Regions from separate parts of the Ovis aries genome. Here region 1 is linked to region 2. A link is a contact called in public Hi-C data. All regions are on one chromosome and are shown on one strand. Each heading gives the region's core, a stretch centred on a gene start, on an enhancer-like site or on the middle of the called end of the contact. The rest is flanking DNA. Distances are from core to core; before and after follow the strand shown. Region 1 overlaps LHFPL4 (LHFPL tetraspan subfamily member 4). Region 2 holds the start of RPUSD3 (RNA pseudouridine synthase D3).

Evidence for each region. A called contact is a pair of places that touch in the nucleus more often than the background predicts.
Region 1: a contact with region 2 is called in a Hi-C map of hypothalamus, with 4 times the contacts expected there. The contact joins the enhancer-like site here to the promoter of RPUSD3 in region 2. A contact is called at or near these places in 6 of 16 Hi-C or Micro-C datasets (blood, hypothalamus, liver and 2 more).

What each region holds. Positions count from the first base shown.
Region 1 is chr19:17,079,126-17,084,145 of ARS-UI_Ramb_v3.0, reverse strand. It overlaps LHFPL4 (LHFPL tetraspan subfamily member 4), which reads right to left. Exons shown (of 3, transcript XM_004018292.6): 3 at 1-2,988. The coding sequence ends at 2,888. Among named protein-coding and RNA genes, the nearest start is that of LHFPL4, 31 kb to the right of the region's middle. Within about 2 kb of position 3,620, at least 7 of the 54 cell types and tissues checked have an H3K27ac peak or open chromatin away from gene starts, as enhancers often do. A contact at or near this core is called in hypothalamus and liver, where this site is marked.
Region 2 is chr19:16,848,462-16,853,121 of ARS-UI_Ramb_v3.0, reverse strand. RPUSD3 (RNA pseudouridine synthase D3) reads right to left here and starts at 2,461. Exons shown (of 8, transcript XM_027958105.2): 1 at 2,343-2,461; 2 at 1,896-2,035; 3 at 945-989; 4 at 721-820. The coding sequence starts at 2,443.

The sequences.
Region 1 (5,020 bases), core at 2,371-4,870, 230 kb before region 2:
CCGGAGACCTGGAAGGACTTGAGCAAGCAGTGCTCTGAACCCCCTCGAGGTTGGAGCTGCCTTGGCCTCTCCTGAGAGTCCTGCATCAGGCAGAGGAAACCCTTTCTGGTCCAGGCACGGTGAGGGGAGGGGTGCCTCAGTGGACTGCTCACACACGGCTCAGCCTCTTTCAGGGACCAAGAGATTCAGCTGGGAACAGACCATCTCTGCTTCCGCCTCCTCCCAGAGGCTTAAACCAAATTGCCAGGTGTGGGTGAGAGCAATGAACATCCTCGCTGTGATGGCTTCCTGACCCCAGAGAGCCATCTGGGTCCTGGCTTGCTTGACGCTTCAGCCTCACCTGGGGCCTCGCTGAAGCATCTCCTTCTACTCTGCTCCCACCTCTGCTGAAGCCTCAGGGACAGGACTTTGGTTTGGTACCCACTCCAGCCTCTTTCCCTTCCCTAAGGTACCCTGGTGTTCCTTCAGTCCCACCAACACTCTCCTCCTAACCCAGGCTCCTGGGTGCATTGCCCACTGCCCCCTAGTCAGGGCAGCAGGGGGCTGGGCGGATGGTGGCAGGGAAGCACCGTCCAACCACTCCAAAGGAAACCACCCCCCTCTACCACTAACCCACTCCGGTGGCGCTAACCTGCTGGGCAATCACCTAGATGCAATTCCTTCCCAACGGGGTGGGGCATGGCTGCCTGGGCCCCGCCTCTGCCTCTTAGGAGCTAGGTCCTAAGCTTCCCGCCAGCAGCGCACAGGGGTTTGTGGCTCCTGGGTAGCAGCGGCTCCCCATTCCCCATCGCCCTCCCCTTCCTTTCTTCCCCTGCAACTCGCCTCTTCCTCTGTCTCCTCACCATCCCTGTGCCTTCCTTGTCTCCGGCCACCTCCCCTCCCACATCCTAGTTCTCTATCCATCACATCCCCTCTCTGGTCACTCTTTCTCTACTCTGTCCTACCTCGTTCAATCTCCTCATAGCTCCATCCCTCCCCCCTCCCAATCTCTTTCCCCTGTCTCTATCTTCTTCCCATTTCTAATCACTTGTTCCTGCTCCCTCCTCCTGTTGGCTTCCAATATCGGGCTTTGGTTAGGATCTTGAAGGAACTCACTTCTACCCCTCACCCACCCCCCACGAGGCTCTCCCACCCTCTCTCTCACTCAGTGCGGGGCGCGGGACCCTGGGGGGAGCAGGAGGAGGGGCACAGTGCAGGGGCCGGAGCATGGGGGAGGGGGGTGGGGGGTGTGTTTGCCCAGGAGGAGGGAGTAGAGAGGGCAGGGATCAGGACTGTGCACGTTCCAGGTTTCAGGAATCCTCCCAAAACCGAACACGTGATTCCAGTTAGGGTCCAGCTGGGGGACTCTAGGGTCTCTCTTGGCAACCCTAACTCTCAGGTCCAGGTCCAGGGGAAATGAACACAGGGTTGTGAACACATGGCACTCGCTGCTTTCCTCTCTCCTTCGGCCTCACGTGACATGGTGACCACGTGCTTCCCCACTGAGCCTGCAGGGGCCTCCTGCTGCCCCTCCACAGTGGGCCAGGCAGCAGGTACCTGGAGACAGAAGTAGGCACACAAGATGAAGCTAACCGGCCACCCAGTGTGGGGCTGGAGGGGGCCATCCACACCCCAGGCCAGATGGCTCTACCACCAGGACCCCCAGGCAGTGACGGGAGGTCAGACACACCTATAGTCTCCATCCTGTGCTCCCAGGGGCAGAGGGGAGAGAGAAGACCCTTCAGCTGCCCCACACACACACACACGTGCACACACACACACACTCACACACATTCACTCATGCCTCGGCTCCAAGCATGCCCACTGGGTTTGCGACCGTGGGCAAACCGCAAGGCAAGAGGTGGGCAGGGAGAAGGAAGAGGTGGGGACAGGGTTACAAGGCCTGGGGATGGGGTCAGGGGGTACCCTGTTCAGAGGTGACCTGCAAGTTCAAGTTATGCAGAAGAGTATCAAAGAGGCAAGACAGTCTCTGCCCTTGGCAGAAGGGGGTGGGGGACAACATGAGATGGGGCAGAGGGGTGAGGCATCCCCTAATTCCCCACTCATGGGCCTCTCCCCCAACCCCCAACCCTGACAACAGGGCCAAGAAGTCTATGCTGTACAAAACAGGCCAGGGTCAAGGTCCAGTCCCTGGTGAGCTGTCCACGCAGGGAGGAGATGGCCAGCCCCAGGCTGAGCCACTTTCAGCCCCAGCCTGCAGCAGCCACACGCCACCAAGACAGGAGTCTGAGCACGGTCTCTGGAGCGGCCTGTCTTGGCTCAGAGTCCGTGCTGACAGGGCCCCAGTCAGCAGCAGACCCGGAGGCCCTGTGCTTTCTCCCTTGGTGCAGCTCGGAGTCCTTCAGGAGAGCTGGAAGCAGGCTGGAGCAGAGGGGCCTCGGGGAGGCCGGTGGTGCCTGGAGCTCTGTGAGGAGATGATGGAACCGTTGTTGGCAAAAAAGAAAAAAGGTAGGAAAGAGTCCGGTCTGCCCTGGAGCAGTATCTTGAATGAGTTTCTGCAGGAGGTGGGGACCAGAGGAGGCGAGGATGGAGCCAGGCCGCAGCCCTCCAGACTGGGGGAGCCTGGTGGGAAGCCACAGTGCCTCTTTCCCCAGAGACTCAGCAGGGCCCCGGCCAGGCTGGAGAGGAGGAGGAGGCCAGGGGCTGGGGGCCAGCTCCCTTAGGTCAGCTGAAGGAAGTGCAGACCCCCAGGGTCTGCAGGGCCTCTCCCCTCCCCCAGGCTGCATGTCAGCCCCAACCTCTCTTCAAAGCCCAGAGTTCGCAGGCAGATAGCAGGTGAGGTGAGTCCAAGATCGGGGTCTTCCCTCGGAGCGTGAATGGAGGGATGAGAGGGCAGGAGACAGGACAAGCCGAGGGCAGATCAACTCCTGGGCTGTGATTCCGGCCTTCAGGGTCCCTGTGTGTGAGCAACAGGACACGGGAGGACTCCCCATCCGGAGACATCACCCCCTGGCCGCAACACAGAGCTTACTGTAGAGCCCACAAAATCTGAGAGAGACAGAGAGAGAGAATTGGAGAAAGTCAGAGGCCGCCCGGCACTGGGGCTCCCTCAGCCCCTCCTCAGGGCAGAGCTGGGTGGAGGGCTGAGCTGCACAGGTTCTGAAATGCCACCAGGCCTGACGAGCTGGGAGGCCTTGGGCCAGCTCATTCAGCCTGAGCCCCAATTTCGTCGTCTGTACAACAGACATAATAGCCTCCTTCTTCAGAGTGATTCTGAGGGGTCAAAAGACATAAATGACGCCTGCCGAGGGCTCTCAGTTCAGTTCAGTTCAGTCGCTCGGTCGTGTCCGACTCTTTGTGACCCCATGAACTGCAGTACGCCAGGCTCTGCACATAGTACATACATAGTGAAAATGCCAGTACTACAGAGCTTAATTTTGTTCCGCAGGGCTTTGGCTCAGAACTGAGCTGTGAGGCTCACTCACCTTGAGTGCCCAGTGAGGGAAGGAAATCCCCAGATGCTGAAGGAAGGCAAACTGGGGCTCCCTTATGTCATTTTTAGGGTGCTTTAGGGAAGGAGGAGAGGACGCTGAGTGGTACCCACATGGGCAAACCCCCTCCAAAAGGCCACGTCAGTCTTTGTACTGCACTTCTGGAAGCGGCCACCAGAGGGCAGGCTCCGACCTCAAGCGAAGACCATAGAAAGCACCAGGCGTTTGTGAAACCAGAGACAGGAGCCTCAGAGGACAGCTCAGCAGCCCAGGAGGGCTCTGAAAGGGGGACTGGCAGCAGGGAAGAACTTGGCCTTCAGACTTGGACCTGGGCTCAAATCTTGGCTCCACCAATTAGGTGACCTCAGGTAAGTTACTGGACCTCTCCAGACCTCAGCCGTCCCACTTATGAAATGGTCACGGTGCCTGCCTAATGGGAAGCTGTGACAAGTGACAGCTTTCACTGAGCATTCACCACTTGCCCCTTCACAGGCACAATTTTGCTTCATTGCAGGACAGCCCTGTAAGATGGTAGCTTTCTCAACACCGTCGTGTTTTTTTTTTCTTTTCAGTTTTATTGAGATATAGCTGACATACAGCACTGTATAAGTTGAAGGTGTAGAGCATAATGATTTGACTTATATACTGTGAAAGTATTAGCAACCAATTTAATTTTTTTCTAATTTACTAAATGCTTAATAGATGGTAACCTTCATTCAAAACACGTTAAATATACATAACCTACATTATGTGAAATAGGCTACAAAACCCTCAATATTTTTTGGCATTCTGAAATTTTTACACAAACCACAGCTGGGGGAGTACTGATTCAGTAGACAAAATCTGCTCTTTTCTTCTTTCTCTTACTCCAGTAATCACCTCTAAGACACGTTAGACTGGAGGCTGAGTCTTCCCTATCATGGGGAGGGGGTCACTCTCCTCAGAGAAGGAAACCTCATGAAGAACAGGGATTGGGGTGTGAGTCAGTATCACTCAGATTTCTCTAAGATGAGAAACATCTGACTTGTAGAAGGAAGCGTCTCAGGAGGATGAAATAAAAAGGTTGTTCTGAACCTGGAAGGCCTCCCCTCATCCCTTGTCTCATCTCATGAAGACAATTCTGAGGGGTTCTTCTGGGCTCAGGTGAGGTGAGTTGGGTAGAGTCCGGGGAGTCAAAGCCCAGCACTGGGGCAAGTGTCCCTGTGGTCATCTGGTGTGCCTGTTTGCATCCAAGTCCCATCATACCAAGAGGATGGCGACTATGGACAACTCCACAGATCAGCTCTCTGAGTATCCTCAGGGGATAGAAAGGACTTGAGTCTTACTTTTTTTCCCCACCATTTTAATTTAGGTACTGCAGGAAACAGGCTCAAAGAGGTAAAGTCATTTCTTAGCTCAACCTACTTCCAACACAAATAATTTGCCTTCATGGTCCAAGTGTATTCGCACCACAATACTAGAGTACCTCCTGGCAAATGAGCTAATAACCGTCGCTATCATTATGCCCATTTTATAGATGAGAGACTCAGACGAATGTAATTAAAGGAAAGTGCTGAACATAGATCCAGCATCTGCTAACAGTTCAAGGA
Region 2 (4,660 bases), core at 1,212-3,711:
CTGAAGGCCGAGGAGTAACATCTGGACTACAACACAGACCTCCTCCTGAGAAACAAGTAAGTCTTCCCCGTGTTTGATAATAAGAGTACATAGCTTAAACATGTTTCTCATTTTGCTCTGGCTCCCAGGGAGCTCAGAGCCAAACATCATAACAATTACTACCAACTGCTGACTGTCTACCAATAGGCACTCTACTAGGAATTTCATATATACTAGCTATTAAATGGGCTTCCCTGGTGGCTCAGATGGTAAAGAATCTGCCTGTAATGTCAGAGATCTGGGTTTGATTCCTGGGTTGGGAAGATCCCTTGGAGAAGGGAATGGCTCAATTCCCCATAAACAAGCTTATGAGTTTGTGGAACTGCAGGAACATCTCATCTCAAGCACCATCTCTAACAATGGCTATTAGAGGAAAGAGTATCACAGATCAGTTAACAATGCCGGCTATGAATACTGGACTGGAGAAGTGACTATACACTGAGCACAAATGTTGTGAATTCTGTTTTATGGTTAAAGAAACTAAGGCTCAGTGACACCTAAGATCAGTTTGTACATAAGGATTTGAACCCAGATCTGTCCACTTCCTCCTCTTTTTCTTTGTTTCCTACCTCTGTGATCCCAAAGCAGCCAGTGGAAAATGTCTGTTTATTCCTAAGTGGCTCTGCCCCCATCCCAAATAGATGCTTATCTTCCTACCTTTCTATCACTTCCACCACTTACTTCCCAGATGCTCGGACAACCTGGAGCTCCTGCTCCCCAAGCCCCAGGGACTGGCTCAGTTCTGGCAGCACTGACAACAATGTCAGCTCTCCTGGTTTTCCTAGGTGGAAAAAAAAAAGGAAGAGTAAAAGTTGCTCTCAGAGGCAACATCCCTTCTCTTTGATACTGTCTGCTCTCAGACACATCAAAACCCCTTTCACTGCATCTCTTTTCCCTGCCCATACCTGTCACTGGCAGACCCTGTGGCTTGTTCAGTGTCACCAGAGGTCCTGAAACATGTAATACATAAGCATCAGCAACAGAAAAAGCAATTTACAAAGACTTTCTCAATTCATATTATCATGTGGTCCCAGTACAACTCTCATACCGGAGTTATCAACCACGCCCTGAAATGAACTTCTTTCTGAACCTTGCATATGCTCAGCTTGCTGCCTCAACCTCAGGACCTTTGCACTTGTTGCTTTCCATGTCTCAGATTTTCACGTGGCTTGCTCCTTATATCATCATGGCTCAAATGTGATTGTCACAAAGAGGCCTGGGTCTCCAATCTGATGTCTGTTCCTTTCTTGCAGATCCTTACCACCGCTGTTTTATTAACAGTACTGATCACTAGTAAGTATTTTTTTCATTTATATTATTGTTAATCATTTTCTCCCACTGAAAGGTTGGCTCCCTGAAGGCAGGAACCATATTTATTTTGTTCAGCACCAGACAGCCCTGTTCTAGAGCAGTGCCTGGAAGACAGCCTGTGCTCAATAAATAGCTGAGAAAATTCATAAATCACTTGAGACTGAGGCACAGAGACATTGTTATTTTCCTAAAGCCACACAGCAAGCTGATCACAGAGCTAGATATGACTCCAAAGCCCGTTTTGTCCCCCAATACATTAACACTTTACTGAGAGCCTACTAGTGCAAAGCTCTCTGGTTATTTACACTCTCCCTCCCCACAGCTGCATCCCATGATGCTGAGGCAGAGAGAGTACGTGGCTGGTCCCACGTGGTACGTGGTTAGTACGTGGCTAGCTGGTCCCACGTAGCCGTGAGGTTGCGAGTGGGAGAACCAGGATTTGACCCCACAGGTTTTAGTACTCTACCGAACCAGATCCTCAGAAGGCTCGGGTTAAGACTCCTCCCCTTCCAGGTCTCTCGGCACCTGTCCCTCCCACCCCTCACCTTTACGGTCCACCACAGCCGCCCTTAATACATCGACCAGTTCTTCCCGACTGAAGGTCCCCGGTCTCAGCAGTCCTGGGAAACACTGGTCACCCGGGGGATCCGACGGTTTGCTGGCGCCTCGACGTTGCAGCTGATGCCTGGGAAAGGTTAGGTAAACAGAGGAATCACTGCTTCCGGAAGTGCCGCCCACTCTTATCTCCACACACATCTTCCCAAACCCTGCGGCTTCTTATGAATGCTTCAGGAAGCCTGGATTGAGCTTCCCGAAATCTCAGGTTCTATTGGCCCCAATGTACCGAAAAGAGAACTGAGGCTCAGAGAGGTCTACGACTAGTTTAGGGGCACACAGCAGAGATGAATTAGAACCCATATCTAGATCTCTACCCTCCCCCAGCCCCAGTCTCCTCCCTTCTACACAAAGCGGGGCGGAGGTTGTGTAATCACCGGGCCTTGGTGCCAAAGCCTGCGGCTGTGGGCGTTGCACGGATCCCCAGACCCCGCCGCCAGCCACCCCAGGCCTGACCCAAAACCCGACAGCCACCCATCTGCGGAGCGAAGACAGTGCGCTTGAGTCCGGAAGGACTGCCCCGGGATCTCCCACAGCACGCTGATTGGTCAGATTGACTGTCAATCGGAATAGCTAGGCACCGAGTGGTGAGAAAGAGGAGCTTTGCTTTTAACCGGGAAGGAAATGCAGAAGTTCACGATCTGTGACTTTGAGGAAACCGAAGCACAGAGCCGAGCAGGTATTTACTGCAGGTCAGAGGACCGGTCTTAGGACAAAGCCAGGTTTTCTCCTCATTGCAATTCTTCGGAGTCTTTTGACTTAAAAAAAAATAAAAAACCGCCACTGTGCATAATTTTGTAAGGCAAATTGGAAAAAACAAAATCCGCACTCATTTGTTCAGTGAACCTGCTTCAAAGCATACAGCCTGGTGCGTAATCCAAAAGGGGGGAAAAAAAAGGCCAAAGGCAGAAACAGGTTCACTACAGCATTATTTATAAAGGTAGAAATAAATCTCAAAACTGTAAACAAATTGTCCTGTGATTAGATTCATAAGGACATAAATTCACCCATTCAACATTTTTTGAATGCTAACTCTATGCTATGCCTTGGCATCTGTGAACTGGAAACAGATTAACAAAGAGGCAACTAAGATCCCTCATGCCAGGTTACGCAGCCAAAACAACAACAAAAAAGTTAAGCCAAAATATAAAAGACTATGATTCATTAAAAAAAATAAATAATAAAAATAAGTAGAAGTAAAAGATTTTAAAAGACTGATTTCTGATTTTAGTTACATGACCTTTTGGGAAAGTCAGTGGTTGACAATGACAAGGGCTGGAGTGGGTGAGGGAATGAGAATCTACTAAAAATGGGCATAAGGGAACTTTTTGGTATACAGTGATTATATATCTGTATGAATCTGCCAAAAACTTACTGAACTAAATACCTTAAAAGGGTAGATTTTATTGTATGTAAAGTATACCTCAAGAAACTTAGTTTTTTTAATTCAAAGATTTAAGTAGTCAATTTTTAAAAATAATTTTTAAGTTAGTGTGTTGTATTTTCATTTTTATTCAGTTCAAGAAGTTTTCTTTTTATTTTTTCCTTTGGCACTACCACATGAAGGATCTTAGTTCCCTGAGCGGGGATCAAACACACCCCACTACAGTGGAAGTGTGGACTCTTTTAACCACTGGACTGCTGGAGAAGTTCCTAAACAGTCAATTTTTAAATAAATCTGCACAAATTCAGACAGGACTGGCATGAAATTTGGCAAGGATGCAAGTGATTTTATCATATTTGGGGCTCAGACATGAGTGTGCTGTGTCAAAAAGGCCCCACGGTATTTTAGAACCTCTCTTCTGAAAGATCTCCTGTGCATTCATAATTTGCAGCCTGAATAAAGACGGAGGGACAGGACACAACCTACTTTGCCGACAGTAGCCCTCTCCTCCACTGGCCCCGCTTGGCCCCAGGAAGGGCCATTCTTTAACTTGGACTGGCCCCTGGCCTGCTTGAGGCTTGAGCTCCCTCCACACGTCCCAGCCTCATCAAAGTCTGCCCTCTACTGTTCACTGCCTAAAACTGATGTGACTGTTAATCTCCAAGCTTCCAGAAGGAAAGAAAGAAACCTAGTTTTCTCTAGGCTGAGAGGGCTCAGTGCAAAGAAACAATGATCAGCCATTTAAGACTCACATGTGAAACTCAGATTGTCAGGAGGAAGGTAAGTTGGGACAAATTCCAAACTTTAGCCACCCCCAGCCCAACTCAGTTTATGACTAACTGCACAAGAAGAGCCGGGAGGCCACAGCCTCAGCAGCAGTCGAAAGGGAATAGTTTCTGTGCTGATGTAAACATCGTGCCTCATGCCAAAGGCCCACCCCCATGGACCCCCGACAGCACTGAGCCAGCCCTCCTACCATAAATGCAAGAGCAGGAAAGCCCAGAATAAAAATGTTCTTTGCTAGCTCTGGCAGCTTCTCCTACACACGGCTGCAAGGTGTGGGTCGGCTGCAGGAAATGGGTCAGCTGCCAGAAATAACCCTTTACACTTTAACTTTGGTAACATAGGCCTTTGTCTTAGTCTTTAATAAACCCAGGTAGGCCTTATAGTTAGTCAGAAATAACATGTATTTGAATCTGAGAGGCACAGACTAAAGCACGTTCACCTACAAACCTAGTCTTTCATGCTTATCTTGTTTGAGTTGCCCAATACTGAAAAATGGGAGCTTATACTGAGAAACTAATACTTTGT